3 separate regions of the Cricetulus griseus genome follow, and all the other regions are linked to region 1. Evidence: chromatin contacts called from public Micro-C data. All regions are on one chromosome and are shown on one strand. Each heading gives the region's core, a stretch centred on a gene start, on an enhancer-like site or on the middle of the called end of the contact. The rest is flanking DNA. Distances are from core to core; before and after follow the strand shown. Region 1 has its middle 52 kb from the start of Lgi1. Region 2 has its middle 13 kb from the start of Ffar4. Region 3 overlaps Cep55 (centrosomal protein of 55 kDa).

What was found. Hi-C and Micro-C count contacts between places; a contact is called where the count stands out from the background.
Region 2: a contact with region 1 is called in a Micro-C map of the CHO-K1 cell line, with 5 times the contacts expected there. The contact joins two enhancer-like sites. A contact is called at or near these places in 3 of 8 Hi-C or Micro-C datasets (the CHL-YN cell line and the CHO-K1 cell line).
Region 3: a contact with region 1 is called in a Micro-C map of the CHO-K1 cell line, with 5 times the contacts expected there. The contact joins two enhancer-like sites. A contact is called at or near these places in 5 of 8 Hi-C or Micro-C datasets (the CHL-YN cell line, the CHO-K1 cell line, the CHO-S cell line and 1 more).

The regions. Positions count from the first base shown.
Region 1 is chr3:23,468,032-23,472,172 of CriGri-PICRH-1.0, forward strand. No RefSeq gene overlaps it. Among named protein-coding and RNA genes, the nearest start is that of Lgi1, 52 kb to the right of the region's middle. Within about 2 kb of position 1,685, at least 2 of the 6 cell types and tissues checked have open chromatin away from gene starts, as enhancers often do. A contact at or near this core is called in the CHO-K1 cell line, where this site is marked.
Region 2 is chr3:23,696,382-23,700,541 of CriGri-PICRH-1.0, forward strand. No RefSeq gene overlaps it. Among named protein-coding and RNA genes, the nearest start is that of Ffar4, 13 kb to the left of the region's middle. Within about 2 kb of position 2,575, at least 6 of the 6 cell types and tissues checked have open chromatin away from gene starts, as enhancers often do. A contact at or near this core is called in the CHO-K1 cell line, where this site is marked.
Region 3 is chr3:23,712,475-23,716,741 of CriGri-PICRH-1.0, forward strand. Cep55 (centrosomal protein of 55 kDa) reads right to left here. Exons shown (of 9, transcript XM_027407443.2): 6 at 3,506-3,816; 7 at 2,329-2,400; 8 at 527-652. Among named protein-coding and RNA genes, the nearest start is that of Cep55, 15 kb to the right of the region's middle. Within about 2 kb of position 2,572, at least 1 of the 6 cell types and tissues checked has open chromatin away from gene starts, as enhancers often do. A contact at or near this core is called in the CHO-K1 cell line, where this site is marked.

The DNA.
Region 1 (4,141 bases), core at 435-2,934:
GAAGCAGCAGAATTATATTAACCTTTTCCCTAATCCTGTTGAAACTATGATTCATGGAGTCTATTCCCAAAGAAGACACATTTGATGGACATGGTCCAGTGACATGTTTTTAAATGGTGTAAGGTCTGGAACCCACAGACACACTTCTCAAAATGTGCCCACCCCACCCCCACCCCCACCCCATTCCCACCCACTCTCCCTCCTTGTAGGGCTCTTTTCTGAACCCCTGGCTTTCGGAACACCACTGACCCCCTCCCTAGGCTATCCTCTAGCCGACTTTGAGCTCTCTCCACCAGTCTTTCTCATTCCTACTTCACAGAAATCCCCAGACAGCTCCAGGGAGAGCTTTGGGAAAGCTTGGGAGTGAGTAGCAAAAACCAGACGTTTAACGCACAGGTCTCCTGGAAGAGTCAGTAACACATGAAAGTAAGGCTTTCGTTTAATCAGGAACAGGAACAAAGCTAGTCACGTTTTCTCTGAAACACCTAATGACAGGACAGGCATTAAGTAGTGGTGGCCCTTGTGTCACTTGCTCCCTGTACTTGAGATGGAGACTTGCTGCAAATTCAACCACTTTGTCTCCACAATAATCATCTAAGAAAGAGGCCCTTTAGGCTAGTCTATGAAGCCAGCTCTCTCACTGTGTGACCCATTGCATAGGTCAGAAAATTGCCCCTCTTTATAATAGGAAGGGAAGCTGAAGGACTATGGGGAAAAGGAAGGCAAAGTGTTTATGCCGTCCCTCTTTGTTGGGGGCAGTAGGATATTGATAGTCCTGATTGTGACTCTGTTTGGGCACACAGGAAAAGCTGTGTGATTGTTCCAAGGTGACTGAATTGTTCACATCTTACTTGAGCCCTCGTGAGTTGCTATGTCCAGACTCTGAAGCTTATGTTTTTGAATGCTTGCTCACCAGAAGGTGAGGTGGACCCTGGCTGGTGGAAGGTCGTCAGAAGAGGGTCTTTGAAGGGGCTGTCCGCCATCTGATGTCTGTCCTTACTCTGCCTTCTGATCTGCTGTGATGTGAACAACCTCTACCACAGACTCTCATTGTATGAACTGGGGTGCTCTAGGGTGCCTTCCCTACTCTTTTTGCCCCCCCCCCAACCATCCTTCTCATCGGGCAGAGGCTGGACCTTGGCAAACATTCAGCAAGGCTAATATCATTCTAGGTAGCCTGGGACTCTGTTTTTGGAAGAGATCCCCAGACTACTCTCTGGCAAGACATTGTCTTTCCAAAACTTCCTTGTCCACATTAGGCAAATCTTGTCTAGTTTCTGTTTCTTGGAGTGTAGAGGTCCACACTACCACATAGAGTCATTGAAACTGCATGCATGGGCTGGCCAGTTCTGTTGGCAGCTCTGTGGTGGGCACGGTAGACCTGTTCTTGAGCTGTGTCCCCCTCCCCCAAAAGCTATGCTTCATGTTGTCCACCTCCCCTTCTTTAGGACCCTTTGACAGACAGGTACCAGGCCCCTATTATGAAGTTACATGGCGTGGAGCCATATTGCATCTTCCAGGTAGAGTTGCTCTCTCATGCCTAGATGAATGATTCTGGCATTTATCATAATGGCTAATGGTTTGTTTCTGGGAAGGACCCAAAAGCACAGTCAGAGAATGTCTGAGATCATCAACTCTGCTCTGGTTCTTATTCGATTTGTTGTCAGGCAGTGGTATCTTTTCATCTTGGACCCCACACGTTGGGGTTGTTCTAACTCAAGGGCCTTTTTAGGACAAAGCCGCTTGCTAGGATGTAGTAATCGTTGTTACTGCTGTGACTCACTTGCCATTACATTCATGACGAAGTAACTGAGAATGTAGAAGTTTCCAATATCAGCATTAGTCACCCACCCTTTACCATTCCTACTTTTAAATGTATGTGCATGTGTGTGAGCTTATCTGCACTATGGGATGCAGCTGTCTGTGTGGGGGCAGAACAGGGCGTCAGTGCCCCTGGTGGAACTGGAGTTACAGGCAATGACCTGATGTGGGTGCTGGGAACTGAACCCAGGTCCTCTTCAAGAATAGCAGGTGGCCCTTAACTGCCGAGCCATCTCTCCACCCGCAGGTTGACCCTTTAAGCTGAGAGTAAAGGGGAAAGGATTCAGAAGATTCCAAGGGAGTGAAACCAGAAATCTTGGAATTAAAATAGACCAAATTTAGGGGGCCAGTCATACATGCCAAATTTCCTTCTGTAATGACATTGTCTACTGCAGGTTGGAAGCGTGTGATCTAAGGGTGTACTTCTGGGTAGATGTGCTTGTCTTTGCCATGAGAGCCTTTTTAGTAGATGGATCTGTTATAAAGTGGTCTGTATGCTGCCCTCAGTATAAGCATAACAGTGACCATCTGGCTCAGTCACCAATGACTAACAGGGTACTGGCATCCTAGCCTTGGTTCAGGTGTATGAGGAAGCAAACCCACCATCAAGCCAACAGTGGTCTCCATGAGACAGTCAGACTGGATGTGTGTGTGTGTGTGTGTGTGTGTGTGTGTGTGTGTGTGTGTGTTGGGAAGGGGACTTGGTGGCTTTTTCTTTGTCAGGAAAATTTCCCTTTTAAAAAGCTGTTCAAGATTATATGAAAGTCATATGAGGGACAGCAAGGTGGGTAAAGGTTTTTGCTATCAAGCTTGTTGACCTGAGTTCAATCCTAAGGACCTACATGGTAGAAGGAGCGAATGGACCCCTGATAGGTGTACGTACACACACACACATACACACACACACATACACACACACACACACACACACACACACACCACATACACAATAGGTAGATGTAACAAAGATAAATTTATTTGAAAAAGGAAGTCACTTTTAAAATTAAACAAGATAATTGGGTGGTGGTGGCACATGCCTTTAGGCACTTAGGAGGCAGAGGCAGGCGGATCTCTGTGAGTTTGAAGTCAACCTGGTCTACAGAGCGAGTTCCAGGACAGCCAAGGCTACACAAATAAACTCTTTCTCAAAAAAACAAAAACAAAAAACAGACAAAAAATGACCCTCCTCATTAAACAAAGAAATTCCAGTAATAGCAGGAGTCCCTTCCTCCACTGCTCTCCAGCCTCCTTCTCCAGAGACAGGCACTTTCAGCTGTTTTATCAGTTTCTAATGATACCTACTTCTGTTGTCTAAATGGAGGAGTATGCATGGGCTGAAATTCCTTGCATTATCTGCTCTGGTTGTGCATCTGTTGATTTATTATTAGAGTAGATGAAGATTTAGCTCTAGGCACTATCTCCTAGTCATCACCCCGTCTCCCTCCTTTCCACAGGACAGGGATGAGATGGCTTAATAGTACGAACAGCAGGTCCTCTGAGTACAGGCTGCTAAAACATACATTCCAGTCCTGCGCCCTCAGGAAACTCATGCAAGCTATCCTGCGTAACAGGATGCTGACAAAAGGGCTCATAGGCATCTGAAATAACTGAATGGGTTAAACCACGGGAGCAGTTACATTAGCTCAGAGTGAGTGTTTAGTATTGCTGGCTTCTAGTTAAGTTTCACTAGTGTTAAATTAAAAACTGGTACTTAGGGGCTGGGGTGATGGCTCAACTGGTAAAGTGCTTGCCACTTAAGCATAAGGGCCTGAGTTTGATCCTCAGCACCCCTGTGAAAGGAGAAAACCAGCTTTGGCAGCCCTACCCATGGGTCCAATGCTGGAGAGGCAGAGGCAGGAGAATGCCCTGGGCTCACTGGTCAGTCAGTGGGAGAACCTGTCTCAAACAATAACATAGAGAATTGAGGAAGACACCTGATATTGCCCTCTGGTCTACACACACACACACACACACACACACATACACACACACACACACACACTCACACACACACTCACACACACACACACACACACACACACACACACACGCACTCGTGCACACACCCTAACATATACGAGCACACACACACAAGCACATGTGAACTTGTGTACACATATATACATGTAAACAAGAACACACATAGATTCTGTATTTAGAACACTGCAAATATATAAATATTAGTCCCTGCTAATTATTGCTGTCTTTCAGCTTGCATGACTTTGTTCCCATGAAGTTAATGACCGCATCATTTTGCTACTCGCTTGGTTTTCTGTGAATCTACTAGCCGACTCTGGAATCCCCCTAAGGCACAACAGCA
Region 2 (4,160 bases), core at 1,325-3,824, 230 kb after region 1:
TTTAAAACCCTTTTCCTGGGGCTGGGGGTATGGCTCAGTAGTAGAGCACTTGTCCAGCAAGTGTGAAGTCTTAAGTTTGATCCTAGGCACCACAAAAAAATAATAAAAAAAAAACCTTTCCAATTTATGTTCTTATCTCTATCTCCTCCCGTGGGCAGCTCTCCAGGCAGGCAGGAAAGTTTCCCACTAAACAGATGAAGCAGTGACGGGCTCAGCATGCCTTGGGGAATTGCCCTAGCTGGCATGGCTTGGTTGGCTCAAAGCCAGCTGACTCACCACCAGGTTCCTGACTCAGCCCTGTTACCATGATGGGCTTCTTCTGTGAATCTAGAACTCTGTGGTGACGCTGGCCTCTCCAAAGTGTGCAGAGAGAGGATTGAAGCCAGGAAAACATTCTGGAATTTTATTCCAGGAGTCAGAAAGTTACAAGGCACGTCTGTGGCAGAAACCCATGTGGTGGGGGGTGGGGGAGGGCGTCTCTGCCTTCCGGCTCCTCCTTGTGGTTCTGTTCCTAACCGATGCTTTGTCTCTGGTGGAGGTACAGCTGTGTGGGGGACTGTCTGAACCACAAGCCCAACAAGGACCATCTTCAGATGTGCCCAGTCATGGACAGCCAGCCTCCTCCTTGTTCTCTCTGTGTCTGTAACTAAGTCACGGTGCTCCCTGGACAAGGGACACTGCTTTTCCAGACCTCTGGGGTTTTTGTTTGTTTGTTTGTTTGTTTGTTTGTTTGTTTTTGTTTTTTTCATCTGTAAGATGGAAATGACTCTGGTTCCCTCACCAGCTTGTGAAAAGATGGTAACACCAGACAATGACGCCCTTGGAAGAGGAAGGGTTAAAAAAGATTGTGGTTTTCTTCTTTTTTAAAAGTATTTAACACATTGTACATGCTTTAAATATTTTAACATTTTAAGTGTTTATTTGTTATTATTGTACATGCGTGCTGGGGGTAGGGCATTCTATAGTCAGTACGTAGGGGTCAGAGGATAACTTTGTGGAATTGGTTCTTTCCCTCAACTCTTACATGGGGTCTAAGGATTGAACTCATGCCACCACACTTGGGGTCGCTGACGCCTTTGCTAGCTGAGCTAACTTGCTGACTCAAAATATTTTTAAGTAGTTGAATAATTCAAAGAGTGAATGAAAAGAAAACCAGGTTCTGTGTTTCTTTGTCATAGCCATGGGGAGGCTGTGGTGAAGGTACACAGGGACAAAGGGGGGGGGCAGCCAACTCCATAGTACTGTTCCCATTTCCACCACCCTGGGAAAACACTGGAAGTTGAAAAGCAAGGCTGGGTGGAACAGTACACAGGGGAAGTCAGTCTGAGGAGACAGACAAGCACGGATGACAAGCAGAGATGAATTTGGAAGTGTCATCCTTCAGGATGTGGGCAGGTGCAGACCAATGCAGCATTTCACAATGTGAGAACCACTACAAGTGTCACCAATTAGCCAGCTGAAACTTCTGATAGACTCGGCCACTTTGGACTACGTTGCTTTATCCTGTGTCCCCGGCATCTCCCAGGGAGGAGTCCACTGCAGGCAAGTTATCCTCACTACCTTTCCCCAAAACTGGATTTCATCTAAGGTAAATCCAATCCCAGTTTTTAAAATTGCTTGTAGGAGCTGGAGAGATAGTCCAGCATTTAAGGCCATTCACTGCTTTTGCAGAAGACCCAAGTTCCTTTCCCGGCACTTGGTCAGACTGTCCACACACACCCCTTCTGGCCCATGTGGGTACCTGCACACACGAGTCATTCACTTAAAACCACACTCACATATGCATAAGAATGAAAAATTCTGGGTTTGACTGTTTGCTTTTTGTTTTGTTTTGGTTTTTTGAGACAGGGTTTCTTGGTGTGTGTTCCTGGCTATCCTGGAACTCACTCTGTAGGAATTCAGGCTGGCCTCAAACTCAGAGATCCACCTGCCTCTGCCTCCCGAGTACTAGAATTAAAGTCATGCACCACCACCATCCAGCAGAATCTTTTTAAAAATTGCTTCGTGTTTGTGGCTTATGCTTAACGTCCAATTTATCTTTGAGGGTACTTTGACAAGGGCTCTAAAGCCAGTGCTTTGGTGGCTTCTAATAGAGCCTCAGGGAAGCCAGACAAAAAAGGCGACCGGGGTTCTTGCTGTTGGTAGTGGCTTGAATGGTGGCCCTTGGATTTCTAAAATCCCAAGGGACCTAGGTAGGGGACCCAGACACAGGTTACATGCCTACTCCATGTATGCATGCATACATAATACAGATACTTGGCTGTGGGGTGTACATCATACTTAAAATGCCTCCTCAAGGTACAAGGTCAACACTAGCTTCTCCATCCCCTTACAGCATGGCCCCTTTCCTGAACTTCGCCCTCAGCCACATTGCAAGAGATGGACAGTTCAGGAGGATGAGGAAGTCAGATGTGTACAGATGCAAGGAATGGTATCACAGACACCATCGTGGGCTGCTGGCATCCAGAAATGCAACACAAGCAACAGGTAGGTGTGCATTAGATCAGCCCCAGCTTGTAGACACTGCCTCAGGCTGGGCTAGCTCCAGGCCAGTCCTCTAGTCCTCCCACTGGAGAGTCTAGGAACTACAGAATGCCCTTCTCTGTTAACACAGCCACAGTGTGTTCCTCTGCATGCGTGTGGCAGCTCACGTCCATTTCAGTCCTGTTGTGCTAACATCTGGCTGAGGTTCAGACAGAGCCTTTGAGAGGCTTGGCTTCATCATACTCTTGTCGCCCTGCTCAAACAACCCATCTTCACCGAGCAGGTCCCCAGTGCCGATACTGTGTCCTCTATTTCTACAGCCGATGCAAGGCAGAGGCTCTGAGGCCAGGCTAACTCTCCCCTAGATTACTTTCCTTCTCTCCAAACTGTATTGCAAAACCAACCGCTTAGGCACTGCCAACCACTGCAGCTCCCATCCTCCGTGCCCAATCCTCCTGCTGTTCTAAAAGACTGCTGATGTGGTGGCTCGGGTCCCCCCCCCCCCCCCCGACCCAGCACCACCTGGGATCCTGAGAGGGTGAGCGTGTGTGTTCATGCATGTATACACATGCACATGTGTGAGAAAGGTGGGGTTGGTGACTCCGAAGCCATAAACCCTGAACTCTCAGCTTGTTAGTGAACTCATTAACCTCCTTTCTCATGCTCGAGGCTCTGCTTTGCCTTTGCCTTTGCCTTTGCTTTTTCTTTTTTCTTTCTTTTTTTTTTTTTTAGAAAGGAACATTTTCCTGAATTCAGCTTTTCCTAAGTCCTTAGAAGTGATGGGCAGCATTTACTGACCGCTCAATACACAATAAGCTCCGCGCTTATCATGGTAATACTGACTCACAAAAGTGTCACAGCCTGTGCAGAAGTTGAATGTTGTTATCGCCCTCAGTCTAAAGAGAAAACTGAGGTTGCAAAATACATTTTTCAGGAAATACGGTGCTGTTGATAGCTAACAGGAATTCCACCCCAACAAAATCAAACCAGAGAAAAAGGGGGAGAAGCAAGAAGAATGGCAGGAAAGAAGGAAGGAAAAAGAAGTAAAGTTGTCTCAGAGACACAAGTGAGCACAAAGTCCAACGGGCAGATCTGCTCTAGGCACATCTGGGCTGAGCTATCCAAAGACTTGTCTGGGTACCACCCTGCTTCCTCCTCTGGGTTGGCTTTGTGTCGACACCAAGTCTTACAGGGGAAGCGAGGCCACAGCAGTTCTTGCCTGCCCCCTGCCCATGCCACAAACTCTTCTAACATTTCTGGCAGGATTCCAAGACAGGCTCTCAATGGCGGGGCTGGAGTCTCCCATGTCTGGAATCCGGACAGGGATCGGGGAGGACAGGTTTCCAGTGCTGACACCACCGCAGGGTGGAGTGATGGACTCCGGGTAGCAGGGAGTACAGCTGGCACATCTATGACGTGGCACAGAAAATGGATTCTCCAAATCCAAAAGCAAGCATGAGCTCGCAATCCACTGTGATAGCCTTTGAGAACCATGAATGGCCCTGGGGATCTGGCTGTCCCCAGTTGCCAGTAATTAGCCAGGTTAGCTTTGGAGATTTACAGAAATGACACTGTGGTCCAATCTTCTGGAGCTGTAGAAATCAAATTAGACCTGGCATTAAAACGCATTTGAAAGAGTCAGATGTAAGGGACTACACTGTCCCTATGCACACTTT
Region 3 (4,267 bases), core at 1,322-3,821, 250 kb after region 1:
AATACCACCCATAGAAGATACTTATTTTAGTAACATACAAGTTGTTACTTTAACAATTGCTTCCCCCCCTTAGAAACTAGGAGTTATATTTATAATATTTTCCCATTTCCAAATATTTTGCAGTTCTAGGACAATATATGTATGTGCACTAATGGGACATCTGGGCACATTCACAGACACATCAAAGAACCCAAATTCATTAGAAATATGAAAAAGAATGCCATGATGCTCTATTTTCTACTTTCTATGCAAGGTACTGTTGGGCATCTCTAGAATGGCAGCAGCCAGCTTGGGTAGGAGATGATCCCAGACCCCAGTAAAGTAACTATGAGCAAGAGTGTTGTAACGCCCCTCCTTCTAAAGTCCTGGATTGATGTTGTAAGGTTATGTACCACATACGGGGCAACTACTGATTTGAGATAAAGTTCATTTTAAGTTGTATTTCTGGTTTGGGGACTGAGCTGACACATCAATGGGGAGGTAGAAGAATGAATAATAAGTTTTATATTAGCCATTCAAAACTCACCAAGGATTCCAACTGTGTTATTTGACTTCTAGCTTTTCGGAGTTCTTTAAGAATCACATACAGTTGGTGCTGCATATTCTGGCGGTCAAGTTTTTCATTTTCAAAGTCTAGAGTACATGCCTGCATCTGGAATATATCAGGACAAGGCAGTTAGAGCTGGTAGATCCTACTTAGTTTTCTTCATTGAATGTTTGATGGGGGATGGCCTTCCGTATACTATGTGCTCTTACTGGCTGATGAATAAAATAGTTTGGCCAATAGATGCAGGAAGATAGGTGGGGTAAAGAGACAAGGGTTATTCTAGGAAAGAGAAGAACCAGAAAGGTCACCATGTATACCAGAAAGGAGTAACAGGTCCAGGCGTTCTCCAGTAAGCCAAGACCACGTGGAAATACATAGATTAATAGAAACAGATAAATAATTAAGATAGATAGCCAACAAGAAGCCCTAGCCATTGGCCAACAGTTTTATAACTAATATAGTATCTATGTGTTTATTTGGAGCTGAAAAGGGCGGCAGGACCTGGTGGGAAAAGAAAACTTCAGCAACAAATGTTTAGTCTTTATCAGCACAAGAGAATATTTGCTGGGTCTGCTTATCAAGAACTTATCTTAGCACAGCAAGATTATTAGTAAATGACCAAGTAGTGGTTGCACACACATTTAGTCTGAGTGCTGGGAGGTAGAGACAGGCAGATCAGTGAGTTTGAAGCCAGCTTGATCTACAGAGCTAGTTCCAGGACAGCTGGGGTTGTTGTACACAGAAATCCCATCTCAAAAACAAAACAAAAAATTATTAGTAAATGAAGTTTATGGCTAAAGAGCTGGTTTATGAACTAGCAAAGCCAAGACCTAAGGTACTGATGAGTGGGAGGCAGCTTAAGAAGTTACTGGTTGGAGTTATTCCTTCACATTCTTAGAATTTTTGGTGGGAAGTGGGAGATGGCTACTCCCTGGTTTGAAATACATTAAGAAATTCTACTATACATTTTAAGGATAAATGGTGTCTGATGGGGAATGTACTTGTGTGTATGTTTATCTTGATTGTTGAATAAAATACGGTTTGACCAATGGCAGCAAGTTAGGCAGGACTAGGAGTCAAAGAGGATTCTGGGAAATGTAGTAGAGAAGTGGTGTTCCAGGCAGGAAGTGACATAGCAAGGAGACTCATATTTAGCAAGGAAAACAGGAAGTGTCCCCTTTTCCCCTCCGCTCTTCCTCCAGCAGTGCAATGTGATCCACCAACAAGGAGGGACGCCAATAAGGCATCCGATAAGATAAATCTTATAAAATATATAGATTTATGATAATTGAGACTGAGCTAACAGATGGGAATCCTAGTCATTGGCCAAGCAGCTTTGAACCTAATACAAGTCTCTCTGTGCATTAATTTGGGCCCTAACTCGGGCTGGCAGCTGGCATAAAGCGCACACGTGGCAGTGGGGCTCAGGTGGCTTTTGGCGGAAAGATTTATCGTAACAGGTGTCCACTCTGCTTGAACTCACAGAGTGACCTAGTGAAAAACCCTGTAAGGCTAGAGTAGGAACTATAGTCATGGAAGAACAACATTTGCCAAAGCCAAGCTGTCAGGAAAGCTGCCACCACACCTCTAAGAATCTGGTTTAAGCTAAGAACAGATACAGAATATGTGAATGGTACAGAGTCTCTAAGAAAATGTGTGTTAGTCTTTTAAAACATTTTGGTTTACACCTTTCAAGTAGTTCTCCATAGAACAGTATAAATACCAGGGGACGTTCTGTTTTTTAGCAGCTCAACGAACTTTCGAGCATCCACAGTAAGTACCTGCTGCTCCAGCAGAGCTACCCTGGTCTGTTCCTCTTGGTGCTTTAACAGAGACTCGTAAAGAATGCGGACCTGGAGGACACAAAGAGAGCTGGCATTACTTCACCTGCCTCTCCTCACTAGACTTGTGATAGATGAGAAACCTATGTCACAATTCCCACCTCTAACCAGGACAACTCCTACTGAGCAATGACTCATTGCAGCTGGCTATCTGAGGCCTTCTACTTAAGCAGGATGAGCAGTGTCATCCTGACTAAGTTCCCTAAGCATACAGACTGAGTGATGGACACAGCTCTGTGTGGCCACACCCCCTTTCCTGGAGGCTCTGCTATCAGCCATCATTTCAGAGGATAACAAAGAGGGATGTGCCCTGTCTACACACAGAGCAAGAGCAAAATTTACTTATTTTTGTTTAACCTTTCCCAAATGTCACTACCCATACTTACAAGTCAAAGTTAGCAAAGTCAAGATGAAGGAAGAAAATATTAAGATTACTGACTCTTCCTCAGCTCTCAACTTCTGCAGGATGTTACAAATTACAATGACAATAACAATAATCTCCACTGGCATCTACTTAGTTTACAAAGAGCTTTATTATTACTCAGTTGCCCCATACAGCAGTCTTACGAGGCAAGTAGAGGCTATTATTCATTTGACTAGTGAAGGCTGTGAGTCAGAAGACAGGTCACGTACTCTGTCTAGAGCCCAAGTGTGAATTCCAAACACTGTTCTTTCTATGGGTTTCTATGTTCTTTCTAAGGTGCATTAGGAATTCATTTGAGCACAACATCAGCACACTCAACAGTACAGTCAAGGTATCAACTGGATAGCTCTCACTGCCTTTACTTCTCACATAATCACCTCTTCACTCATGTGATGTCCTCCACTGAAGGGGAATTCCCAGAGAATCACTATGCAGGATCCCGCCATCAAGTCTCTAAACACCATCACTTCTAGGAGACCACCAAGACCCTGTTTCTTCATCTCACATATTCTTCTTTTATTTTCCTTAGCTTATCCATTGACTTAGGTACTAACTTATGATCTACTTCCATGCTAAAATAGGAATGCCCAAAGGAGGCAGGGACTGTTCTGCTCCTTGCTGGCTGCCCAGTGTTCTGGGCTCCCTGACCCTTGGTTGAAGTGTGAAGAACAGAGAGCTCAGCGGCTGGCTCACCTGAGATAAGAGTTCTTCAGACTTTTTCCTCTCTTCTTCCAGTTTGCCCTTGAAGATGCTGCTCTCCTCCCTGAGTCTCTGGATCTTCTCTGTCTTGTGTCTGTCCTCTTCCAGGTGTTCTATGTCTGCCTTCCGCTGTGAACTCAAGAGTTGGTTTAAATCTTCAACCTCTTTCTGAGTTTCTTCATATTTTCTTCTAAATTCATCAAGTTCTGAACGCAACTGAGTTACGGTTTGTCGTTCAACTTCAAGATCTTTTTTGGCATTTTCTAAGAGATGATCATATTTTTTCTTTTCCTCTTGAAGATAACCTGTAACAAACAACATTAAGGCACAATAGATTTTGTAACAGCCCAAGAAATTAAAACTCCAAACATATTCCTACAAATGAGACCTCAACATTTCTTCAGCTTATAAAATGAAGAATCAGGAGGTGGGGGCTATGACTGGCATTTGAGATGTGTAGTGATATGTTATTTATGATTTATTAAAGTTTGACTGAAGAGTCAGAAAAGCAAAGTCAGCCTCAAGCTATAGAGATCAAGCAATGGTGACTCACACCTTTAATCCTAGGGCTCCCGATTAAGAGACAGATGGATCTCTGTGAGTCCAAGGCCACCTAGATCTACAAGAGCGAATCAGTCTAAAAGAGAATCACAACTTTAATCCCAACATTAGGGAAGTATATAAAACAGAAGCAAGGTCTCAGAAAGGTATTCCTTCTCCAGCCACAGTGAGGAGAAGCAGCAGTTTGAGAAATGG